2 separate regions of the Urocitellus parryii genome follow, and region 1 is linked to region 2. A link is a contact called in public Hi-C data. All regions are on one chromosome and are shown on one strand. Each heading gives the region's core, a stretch centred on a gene start, on an enhancer-like site or on the middle of the called end of the contact. The rest is flanking DNA. Distances are from core to core; before and after follow the strand shown.

Region 1 (6,009 bases), core at 3,444-5,943, 300 kb before region 2:
CTAAGTTTCCCAGACTGGCCTTGAACTTGGAATCCTCCTGCCTCAGCCTCCCCAGAAGAGATACTATAGGTGTGCACCACTACACTCAACTGCTTTTTATGCCTAATCTTAAGAAATAAGAGGACATAGCCAGCTCAATGTAATATCTTCAAAGTGTTAATCATTTAAGCTTGGTTATTTCTAAGGAAGAGGTAGAACACTGGAACCATATGAAAAGTTTAGTAGGCTTTTATAAAATTCCAGGCTTAAGAGAAAGTGGGGCTAGGATGACAGCAGAAATGGAAAAGAATATATTTTGAAGACTTGCTGGGTATCAACGATTAGAGGACAGCCCAAGCTAAGCTAAAGCAAAGGTGGGGGGGGGGGAATTTATTGCAGGACTATGAGTTTATTTCAAAGTAGCCAAGTCACACATCCTAGAACCAGGATTTACAAGTCTTTTTTACAAAAGTGTTCAGAAAAGGGTTAAGGAAATACCAAGATACTTTCATAACTTGAGCAATTGTAAAGAGATAATGAAGAAACTTAGATTAATCCAGATAGATAGGAGTGTGGGTCATTGGGTGTGACTGTGCCTGCCTGTAATCCCAGCAACTAGGGAGGCTGAGGCAGAAAGATCACCAATTAAAGGCCAGCCTCAGCAGTTTAGCAAGACCCTAAACAATTTAGTGAGACCCTGTCTCAAAATTTAAAAAAGGAGCCAGGTGTGGTGGTGCACACCTTTAATGAGTTGGATCATGAGTTAAAAGCCTTAGCATTTAGCAAGGTTCTTTTTTTTTTTTTTAATAATATTTTTTTAGTCGTTGGCAAATCTTTATTTTATTTGTTTATATGCGGTGCTGAGAATCGAACCCAGGGCCTCACACATGCCAGGCAAGCGCTCCACCACTGAGCCACAACCCCAGCCCCAATATTTATTTTTCAGTTTTCGGTGGATACAACATCTTTGTTTGTATGTGGTGCTGAGGATCGAACCCAGACTGCATGCATGCCAGGCGAGTGCACTACTGCTTGAGCCACATCCCCAGCCCCCTTACCGAGGTTCTAAGCAACTTAGTAAGACCCTATCTCTAAATAAAATATATAAAAAAGAGCTAGGGATGTGACTTAGTGGTAAAGAACCCCTCTGTCCAATCCACAGTAGCATACACATAAAATAATAAATGTTAAGAGAAAACCCATATGATTACCCAGATGCAAAAGAGATAATTTATAAAATTCAATGTACAGTTTTGAGTGTAGTGACACACCTTTAATTCTAGCAATTCCATAGGCTGAGGCAAGAAGATCACAAGTTCAAGACCACCTCAGCAACTTAGCAAGACCCTAGCAAAAGTAAAAATAAATAAAAAGGGCTAGGGATGTGGCTCAGTGGCTAAACACTCCTAAATTCAATCCCTGGTACAATAAATAAATATGATATACAGTTCCTGGAGAGTTAGAATATTAGGAAATATCCTTATATCAGTAAATGGAATCTATCAGAAATTAGAAACAGGTATTTAACAATAGAGGCATGACCATGACCGTTAAAGTCAGGAATAAAACAAGAATTGCCACTGTAACTCAATAGTCTGGAGGTACTAATCAACATGATGAGATTAAAAGGGGGTGGGGAGAAACAACTAGCAGATAATCATCTAAAAAGCAATTTTTAAGTTGTTTCAAAGCAATTAAGACTGGGCTAGGAGTGTAGTTCTTTTCTCAGGAAAATAACTCTTGCCTAGCATGTACGGCCCTGGGTTCAATCCCCAGTACTGTAAAAAAAATTAGTACTAATAAGTGAACAGCAACTGCATGGACATGCCAAAATAAATAGCTTTCTTTCCCAGAAGTCAAAAGTTTCTGTGGTGTGAGCTCATTTTCATTGCTTTCAGTTATAAGCCTTTATTTTCCTAGGCAGTGAGTTTGCCCCAATCCCTGGAGTTCTTTTTTTAAACAATATTGTATTTTTTATATGTTCTTTATTTATTTGTATGTCATGCTGAGGATCAAACACATTGCCTCACACGTGCTAGACAAGCACTGTACCACTGAGCTATAACCTCAGCTCCTTGGGGTTCTTGCTAAGGTTTAATCTCCCCCAAAAAAGTGCCTATTTAGGCAGTCTTAATTCCAGCCCCCTTAATCCCATCTCAGGTGTAATTTTCTGGCTCTTGATAGTACATATTAGCTTTTCAGTTCCTTCAATATGTAGTCCTTCCTCCTTTATCAGACCCAGAAGTCCCCACATAGATTATACTGAGATTTAAACCTGGTTTCTATGGCTTTACAGCCAGAAGAGAAATGAGATCAATTGTGAAAGAGGTTTTACTGAAGGGAGTTAGTGCTTTCTCTTACTAGAAGTTATGAAGTGCTTCTGCAAGCTCTGAGGGTCCGGAGGTATCTTTAGAGCCAATATCCTAAGCCATCCAAGTTTCAAAGATTCAGGTTTTCCCAACCAGGATCTGTAAAGCTCTATGACTATCCAATCCCATGTCTACTCTTCCACTGCAGCAAAAAGAGCTTCTTTGTTAAGCTCCAGAGAGGTCCCCAGGCTTCCAAGGTTAGCCTCTAACTGAAGTGCCCTCAGTTTCTCCTTAACAGTTTGCAAAGTATTACTTACATTAGTAATAAACATTGTTTTTCCCATATCTTTCAAATGCCTGAATTGTCACATAGACAAATAAGTTCTCTCTTTTGATATGTTTTCCTATAATCACTACTGGTAAAGTCTTTATCACCAGGGTGGTTCTGAGTAAAGCCATTCCGCTACTCTCCAAATCTCATCTTACTGTTTTTTTTGTTTTGTTTTGTTTTGTTTTGTTTTGTTTGCACCACTCAGTGTACCACCTATGTAAGCTCTGGTCCTCAGAGAAGCAGATACCAGAAAGGGATTATGGTTGGTCCTCTGTAGTCAGGGGTTCTGCACCTACAAATATAAACAACCTTGGATGGGAAAAGTTGTATTTATTTATTTGTTTGTTTTTTTTTATTTATTATACTAGGGATTAATCTAGGGGCCTCTTTCCCTGCATTTCCCCAGGGACAAGAAGTCCATGGAATCAAGGGGACATGTCTACCTAAAACTCACTCTCCACTTTGTAGCCTATTTCCAGGGTCTGCTAAATCCTCTTCCCAAGATATGTCCTCCTAAGACTATATTCAAGGAGTGTAGAAAGGATTTAAGGCTGAGGTGTCCTCTAACAGTGGGCTCAAAAGTTGTCTCTAAATCTTTCACCCAAGACAATTATTTTGGGGTTTAAAATACATTTTGTGCACATCAATCACAGCAATTATTGAGCATTTATTGTTATGTATAACAAAGTTCATATTCTGAAGTTCTTTATAAAGAAAAGAAATCCGGATTTTTGTGTTTGTTCTGGGGATTGAAATCAGGGGCTCTTTACAGCTAAGCTACATCCCCAGTCCACTCCTATTTTTACTTTTTTGAGACAGAGACCTACTAAGTTCGCCTAATTGCTAAAGTTGGCCTGGAACGTGGATCCTCCTATTTTAACCTTCCTTAGTCACTGGGATAATTGGCATGTGCCACAACGTCCAGCTGAATCCAGATTTTCAAATTAGAATTTAATTTTTTCCAGGCGTCTTTTCTGTTTAAGGCACTGTCTCACTTTTTAGTGTACTCACATATAAGTAATAAGTAATCTGGTCAAAACATGAGCACGTTTTGACAAGACCATTGATAAATGATGACTAGAACTCCCAAAATGCACTACAGGGTCAAGGTCTGCACCTCGGTTTTCATCATTCGGGATAAAGGGTTCTAAAGACCGTGTTAGATAACAAATTAAGGGACTTAAATAAGCGACATGTACTAAGACCCAGTGAGTCACCTGTATCCACTACACAATGTATGACAATATGAATGCCAAGAGAATTCCTTCTTCGCTTATTCAGTGCGCAAGACAGAAAACTCAGGAAATGCCCGCAGGAGAGACTGGAAGGTATCCAGTATTCTCTGATGGGTTAAGAAGGTAGCTCCCCGCCACTCCCCTTATCTACAGATTTATTTTTCGAGGTAACATAACCTACTGTATTTTCATGAAGCGGAAACGTTGCTTTTCAAATGGCCAACTACTACGAGACTAATGGTAAAAGGCATTGGCGGGAAATAGGAAACTGTCAACACTAGTGTAGGACATAAAAATCTCCTAAAGAACTGGTATCCATATAACATTTCCTGGACCGAGGATCAACTGTAATAAATTATTATATAATGAGTTTTAGGTAGGCTGAAAGCGCTCCACGTTCCTTCGTCTTCACAGGAAAAAAAGTTTGAATTTTGTCTCTGGCTGACGGCGAATTTCCACTAAGGATTGCAAACACGTCTCTTTCTTTTTTGCTTCGGGTTAGTCCTGTTCAAGGACATGTACTTCTCAAGCTGGCTTCACTTTTCCTCAAAACTGGGTCTGTGAGCTCGCGTGCCAGTACCAGCCCTACCAATCCCGAGCCACACCTGGCTATCACGCGCCACACAAACAAATCTCAGCGCCGGAGGAGTCGGGGAGTTCGCGGGAACCTCCCGTCCAACCGAGATCTCGCGCAAGAGGAGGGGCCGGAAGTGGAGGAAGGCCTACACAGCCCCTCCCACCCCAGGCACACCCCTCCTCGCGATAGCGCCGAGCGTTCGGGCCCGGGAAGCGTGTGCGGAGGAGTCCTTGCCTTGCACTCGTCGGCCGCCGTAGCCCCTGCTAGGACAGCCCGTACGAGCCTGCTGTAGGAGGAAGAGAAAGGCAGAGAGAATCGGGTTACAAGATGGCGGATCTGTAGTAGTTACCGCGGCGGCGGCGGCGGCGGGAGAGCGAGCGAGCTCTGGGGGGCAAAGGGACGGGAGGGTGGAGGTGTGCGGGGCTGAAGTAAGAGATAACGGGGACTCCGAGTGGAGGGGTCTCAGTGGCTCTTGTCAACCCTTTTCGCGGCTGAACCTCTGGAGCCATGGTGAACTGGGGCCTCTCCAGAGCCGCCGCCGCCGCCGCTGCCACCACCACCACCACCGCCGCCGCCGCCGGCGCCGCCGCCACTACTGTCTCTCAAGAGTGAGGGTCGCGGAAGAGGTGAGCGAGGAGGCGGCGGGCGGAGCAGTGGGGACAGCAGCCACCATGTCGGATACACGGCGACGAGTGAAGGTTTATACCCTGAACGAAGACCGGCAATGGGACGACCGAGGCACCGGGCACGTCTCCTCCACTTATGTGGAGGAACTCAAGGGGATGTCGCTGCTGGTTCGGGCAGAGTCCGACGGTAAGGTTATTGGGACCATAGAATAAGTCTCTTCCGTTGGGGTGCAGCCCGAGGTTTAGGCCCTAAGCCCGGTTACTCCTATTATCATCTCTTGGGACAGCGATTGGTGTCGAGCCTGCTCATATGGTAAAAACAAACTACTTTGCCTGGATTTACCCTCGGTCAGATGCAGATTCTCCGTTCCCCCGCCTCCTATCCCTATTAAGGATTTGACCCCTTCCTCTCCAGTTCCTCCTTTGAAAAGAGGTTTTAGAGAGTGGGAGGAAGTACTGAGAGAAGCGATAGTGATCTGCCTACCCTGGGGAGCTGACACCTCCATCAGTTATATTCTTATCCATTATGTGTCTTGTGCAAAAGATTTAGCGAAACTTTTATGAGTACCTTTTACTTTTTCTTTTTATTTTTTTAACACTGAATTTAAGCAACCGGTTTCGTTGCTACAGTCGACAGGTGCGGGGGGAAAACCAGAAGGCTCCTTTTCCTGGGGTTATTGCAGATTCGTTGCCACGATACATGTGCATGCACAAACACATACATCTTTAGTCTGGGATTCCTCCGGGCTGCTTTTGTAGAGGGTGCTATGAAAAAGTGGATACATCACAATCTCAGCAAGGACACCAAAGCAGATTGTAAACTCCTCGATTTCGTTGATTGATGATACGAGTCATGTGAAGTATTTTTAAATTATAAAATATATAGCTAAACAGTCAAGGGCATTTATTTCTGTATTGCAAGGCATTCTTTTGTTCTTAGGGTTAGGAAAAG
Region 2 (6,299 bases), core at 3,338-5,837:
TAAGTCATAATTTTAACCAAGTGTCATTCTGTACCCTGGAGAACTACTTTCAGATGTAATTCCTCACTTCAGATTACTTTGCTCTTATCATACTGGGATGAATATTAGAGGTTTGGGGAGAAAGTGAAGAGTCTCTGTCAGTTCTCTCAATCCCAAAATGGGTATAAATACAGTTTACATATATTGGGCCCCCCATATAGGCCAAAACCCAGTGGATCCCTGATAAAAGTATTAAGTAATACCAAATTCTATATGTACTGTTTTTTCCTATAACATATATAACTATGATAAAAGTTTATAGACACAGTAAGACATTAATGCTAGTAACCAATAATAGAATAATTATAACATATAATAAAAGTTACATGAGTGTAATCTCTTTCGATATCTTATTGTATTCACTCATGAGATGTCAAATGATAAAAATAATGTGATGAAGTAAGGGGGGGGTGAGGTCAATGATGTAGGAATTGTAATAAAGCATTAGACTACTACTACATAAAAATTACTTGAACAGCAATACTACAGTTATCCTAACACAGTTGATACCACTACAGTTGATCCTAACATGGTTGATCCACTGTAAGTCTGGTAACCAAGAGGGCTACTAAGTGACTAAAGGGCTGGTACAGCATAGATACACTGGACAAAGAAATGATAAACACCCCAAGCTGGATGAGATGTAAGAATTCATCATGCTACTCAGAACAACACCCAGTTTAAAACTTGTGAATTATTTCAGGAATTTTCACTTATTTTTGGATTGTGGTTGACCATGAGTAACTAAAACCTCAGAAAGCAAAACTGCAGAGAAGTGGGGACCAGTGTACTAGACTGTACAAAATTTCCACTTACAGACTTTGGGGGGCAATTTGCCTTGTATCCTTGGGCAAATCAGACCTCCTAGACCTGTTTTCACCATCAGACAAGCTTCTCAAGGTCCTCAAATTAAGATTTTATTCCTTCATTTTATGTGCAAAGCAACCTAAAATTACTATTGTCTTAGAAATACAGTACAGACTAGTTAAAAACTAACATGGAACTTTACAGTCAAGTAATCATTACCTTTATTTTACCTTTCAGTAACATCCCATTTGATTATGTACTAAAGAAAGTATGTGAATTTTAATGACCCACAACAGGATTTCTTGTAATCTAAACCATGTCAGATCCTCAGTTAATGAAGGCTTTTGTTTGATTCTAAGTGAAGTGAAAAAAAGTCAAATTTTCTGCTTTTTTTAACTAGTTTCTATATGACAACTGACTACATTTTTATACACTATTTCAGATGTCCTAACTGAAAGAAAATTAGTAAAATCCTAGAAATAGTGTAGTAAAATACCCTAAAGGACAGAAGAAACTTGTGGAAGTATGTTCAGATTTATAACCTCTGAACCAGATAATCATTTTTAATGGCATAAAAATCAATGGAACACCAAACAACGGAGTTTTTATCCTTCTCTCCCATGTTTGTTTTAATTATCTTGTTGGAGAATCCTTATTCCTTAATCCCCGTTTCCCAAAATAATAATTTAATATATTTTTATTGTATTATGTACATTACCATGTGTAAATTTCACACATATTGTTTTTCAGCTTGCTTTTTCAAGTACAATAAGCATTCTAAAGACGTAAGCTAGCTAAAGCTAAGTGTTCCTAATTGTTTAAGGCATTCCTGTAATAACTTACTGTTATAGGAGATGGAAAACAGGATCTGAGTTGACTAAAACTACCTCAGTATGTCTTTTATTTTTAATTTTTCAGTACTGGGGATTTAATCTAGGAGCATTTCACCACTAAGTTATAATCCCATACCTTTTCATTTTTTTATTTTGACACAGGGTCTCACTAAGTTGTTGAGGCTGGTTTCAAACTTGTGATCCCCCTGCCTAAGCCTCCTGAGTCACTGGGATTACAGTTATGTGCCACCTCGCCCAACTCCATCTTTTTTATTTATTTCTTTTTAATATTTACTTTTTAGTTTTAGGTGGACACAATATCTTTATTTTACATTTATGTGGTGCTGAGGATGGAACCCAGTGCCTCAATGCATGGTAGGCGAGTACTCTACCACTGAGCCACAATCCCAAAACCAAAGATACTATTTTATCACTTTCAATTTTTTGATTTTTATTTCATATAATTTAAAATAGTGAATTGTTATATATTTGTACAGGCACGCAATATAACTATATAATATGGTCATTTTTTTTTCCCTCCAATACCTCCCCTTTCTCTCCCCTGTTCCTGCCTCCTGGTACTACTTTCATTACCAGGAAAAAAAAGTGGGGGGTGGGGGATAAAATAGGGTACCAGAAATAAAATAAAAACTCCATGTCCTTACTTCACCCCAAGGCCTATTTTCTTCTAGGCCTGAATTCTTAAGATTCAATAAATCTTATATATAATTCATTTTAAAAAAAATAAAATTACAAGACTTTTCAGAAATACAGTTATCCGGAGCATTAATTTTTATCAAAATTTAGTATTATGGGTTCATGTCCTGTCATCTTCACAAATGTAAGAAAGTCTTCAGGGCTCAATCCCATGGTTGCAGCATTGGTCATTGGATGAAAGTATACCTTTTCGTGTCCACCTTCCAGAAAAGCAGAATCCAGAACAAATTTTACATCTCCATCATCACAGAAGAGGGCCAGAGGTGTGGCACAGCCTTGACCAACTTTCAGCTTTTCTAGCATGACTGTTTCATCAGCAAATCGCAGACCTCCGCTCCCAACACCTAACTGTTTGGCAAGATCATTTAAATTAATTTGTCTATCATGAAGAACTGTCACCAACCAATAGTTTTTTTTCTTTTTGTCTTTAAGAAATAGGTTCTTACTATGTGCTCCTTTCAGATGCTGGATATGACGCATCATTTCTTCAACTGTAAACACCTACAAAATAATCACATATATGAGAAGTTTAGGAATTAATATGCATATATACATACTTACACATTATGAAATATTTACAATCCCTTTTCTCAATTCCTCATCTTAGGATCTCAGGCAGTTTCTCTTTAGACCAGTGTTCCATTCCAAGGTGCAGCCAAGCATGCTCTCACATTCAAAAAAAAAAAAAAAACTTTAAACTTCAGGTATTAAAAGTAGACAGCTGCATAAGACTTTTTAAAAAAGCATCAAGAAAATCTGGCAATATGCACAGGTAAAGCCCAGCACAGTGGCACAACCGGTAATCCTAGCGACACCTGTAATCCCAGTGGCTCAGAAGGCTGAGGCAGGAGGTTTGCAAGTTCAAACCCAGCCTCAGCAACTTAGCAAGGCCCTATCTCAAAAAGCGGGGGTGGGGGTTGGAATGTGGCTCCGTGGTTAAGCACCCCTCAGTACCAAAAGGTCGGGGGCGGCGATGTCAGAGACCATATGGAAGAGAGGAAGGTCAGAAAAAGAGTCTTGATGTTGGATTTGTAAAGGTAAGGAATACTAATTTTGTATTCTGGTCTTTGGAGATCGCCATTTTAGCCATCATCGATTGTCACTTTTGGGTAAGCTTTATGCCCCGCACCACTCAAGTTACACTAGTTTCAGGAAACGTACAAATATTCACATTAGTACATTAAACCATGTTAAGGGGTGGGGGTTGTGGTTCAGTGGTATAGTTCTTGTCTTCCACCTGGGAGGCACTGGGTTCGATTCTCAGCACCACATATAAATGAGTAAAAGGTTCATCAACATCTAAAAATATGTCCTAAAAATGTTAAAATGTGCATATTCGCAACCATTTTTTTTTTTTGGAGGGAATGGTGATTTTTGCCATGCTGGTAAAGTGTAAAGAGTAACCTTTGTGATAAACTGATCCATGACAGCAAAATATCAACCCCTCTCCTCCGGCTGTATGTAGGGGCCACTAAATAGGCGGTCTGGTGCTTTGTATCACTTTATATACACAAAGTGGACAAACTGACCACAACCAGACCGGTTAGATGCACAAGTTTTCCATATTTTGAACTAGTTCTCAACATAGTATGTGATCAAGTCACTCCAGGAAGAAAACAAGTTTCAGGACAACCTCACAGTCACTAATCGAAAGCACTCTGCTGTACATCATCCCTGGAAAACCTATCTCCACGGCCTTGGCGGATGGACCTGCAGTGAGTGAGCACCTCCTCTGGCCAGGGCTGTCCCTGCAGTCACGCCTAACGCGGAAGCCTCACCTCGGGGTGTTCCACAACCTCCGTGCGGATGGCAAGGGCATCGAGTCGCTGCTCCAGCGCTGCACGCAACTCAGAGCCAGCCATTCCACCGCCACGCCGACAGCCGGAGGCGGAAGTGCCGGAGGGTTGACAGCGGAGCCGGAAGCCCAGTGTGCGCACCTTCCGGAGGCGGAGCCGCGCCGCCTTGCCACTCTACGCGGGCCTGCGTCTCCACGCGCTAATGCCTGCGGGGGCCTAGTCAGACTGCGTGACCCGGCCGCAAGTTTCCTGGGTCCGCACGTTTTTCGTTTAAATAGAATCGGTTTCCATTGCAGCGCTAACCGGGACTCACCTTTTGCTTGGTTGTTTGATCACATCTTGGTGCAATGTTTTCAGCTATACTGGCAAATACGCATTCACCACTTGAGTGAGGCATGAAATTCCACTTTAGAGTTTCACTTAGAGATTTAGATTAAGGCTCAAATCTCATACGGAACCTGGAACGTTCAATGTTTGTGTGGATGAGTTCGGGTAACTTATCACTTGCAAAATGAGACTTTACCAGGATCCTTGGAAGAAGTTGCAAAAGAAAAAGAAATCAGGGTTGAATTGACAATTTCACCCAGAACTGACTTTAGGTAACACAATTTTCTCAGCTTTATCTGCCTCCTAGACTTTTAAGTTGTGTTTTTTTTGTTTGTTTTTTTAAGGTCCATGTTTGCTTATTTGCTTACCCCTTCCCCTTCTAGGCGCTGGGGGTTAAACCTTGGAGGACCTCGTGTGCTGTGCCTACCACTGAGCTACATCCCCCACCCCCACGCAGTTGTTTCTGATTATAGAAACAGCAGGTCATTTCCCATGGCCTCAGTAAATTCAGATCAACAACAAAATCAATTTACCGCATTACACCGTTACAGGGCATTTGGAAAACAAGAGAAAAGATCACTCAAACTCCAGTGTTCCTATAATGCTATTGCTACTTAGGTCTGTCTTTCCAGTCTTGTGCTTGTTTCTTTTATTCTTGTTGTTTTGTATAAACGAAAGTTTTTCAGATAATTGAAACCTTCATATACACAGTTTTGTATCCTGCTTTTATCAGTTACAAGCATTTTCCTGTTTCTACACTGTTTTCCTTTTTTTATAGATATGTAGTTAAATCATAGTTTTGTTAAGAGTTTTTATTGGTTTTTGTTATTTTTGAGGTGCTGGGGTGGAGCTCTAGGCATCATCAATGCTACACCAGTCCTTTTCCCGTAAGCTACATCCCCAAACCAGGATAATAATTTTCTTTATCATTTCTGCATTGGTGGACATCCTGTGTTAACGAATTCTAATATTCTAAATCGCTTTCCAAAATAATTATTCTTATTTATAATATATTAACAATGTATGAATTAACCCATTTTTCTACATTTTGACAGATATATAATTTTAAAATTTGACAGACAAAAGGGACCATTTATTTTTTAATATGCATTTTTCTGATTATTACATATATGTATATATAATTTCCAAATTAAAATTTAATTTAATTTTATTTACTTGCTTATTTATTTATTTATTTATTTATTTATAACAGTACTTGGGATTGAGACCAAGGTGTTCCACCACTGAACTACATTCCCCACTATTTTTACTTTGATTTGAGACAAGATGTCACTAAATTGATGAGGCTGGCCTTGAATTTGTAATCCTCCTGCCTTACCTCATGAATTGCTGGGATTACAGGCTGTGCACCAAGCCTGGCTGTAATTTAATTTTCTTTTTCTTTTTTTAAATAAGCATTTTTTTTCTGATTACCCAGGACCTGGATATGTTTCCATGTTTAGTCTGTGGTCCTACACAGCCTGAATGCACCTGATCACATCTGTTTCCATGTTTATTATTTTATTTTCCCATTTGTGAACTAGCTTTGTTCCTATCTTGGCTCATTTATCCACTGAATGAATATTAATGGGTTTGATACTGATAAATAATTAAGTTATCTGTCTTTCATTTGTCATATATCCTCCAAATCGTGTTTCTTTTATTCCAGTTTCCATCTACAGAAGTAACCAAATGTCACTCTTTTTAAGCTTTTTTTGACCTAAGTTTCTAAACTTAGGAGTTTAAACTCCAGCAATAGAATATTCAGACTATTTTCTGT

The links. Hi-C and Micro-C count contacts between places; a contact is called where the count stands out from the background.
Region 1: a Hi-C map of muscle shows a contact between it and region 2, with 2.0 times the contacts expected there. The contact joins the promoter of Ppp4r3b here to the promoter of LOC113190553 in region 2. A contact is called at or near these places in 2 of 2 Hi-C or Micro-C datasets (liver and muscle).

The regions. Positions count from the first base shown.
Region 1 is chr12:76,336,013-76,342,021 of mUroPar1.hap1, reverse strand. Ppp4r3b (protein phosphatase 4 regulatory subunit 3B) reads left to right here and starts at 4,693. Exons shown (of 15, transcript XM_026399921.2): 1 at 4,693-5,244. The coding sequence starts at 5,103.
Region 2 is chr12:76,031,173-76,037,471 of mUroPar1.hap1, reverse strand. It overlaps LOC113190553 (prolyl-tRNA synthetase associated domain-containing protein 1), which reads right to left and starts at 4,587. Exons shown (of 2, transcript XM_026399911.2): 1 at 4,175-4,587; 2 at 1,481-2,897. The coding sequence starts at 4,258. The coding sequence ends at 2,466. It overlaps Ccdc88a (coiled-coil and HOOK domain protein 88A), which reads left to right. Exons shown (of 33, transcript XM_026399893.2): 33 at 1-315.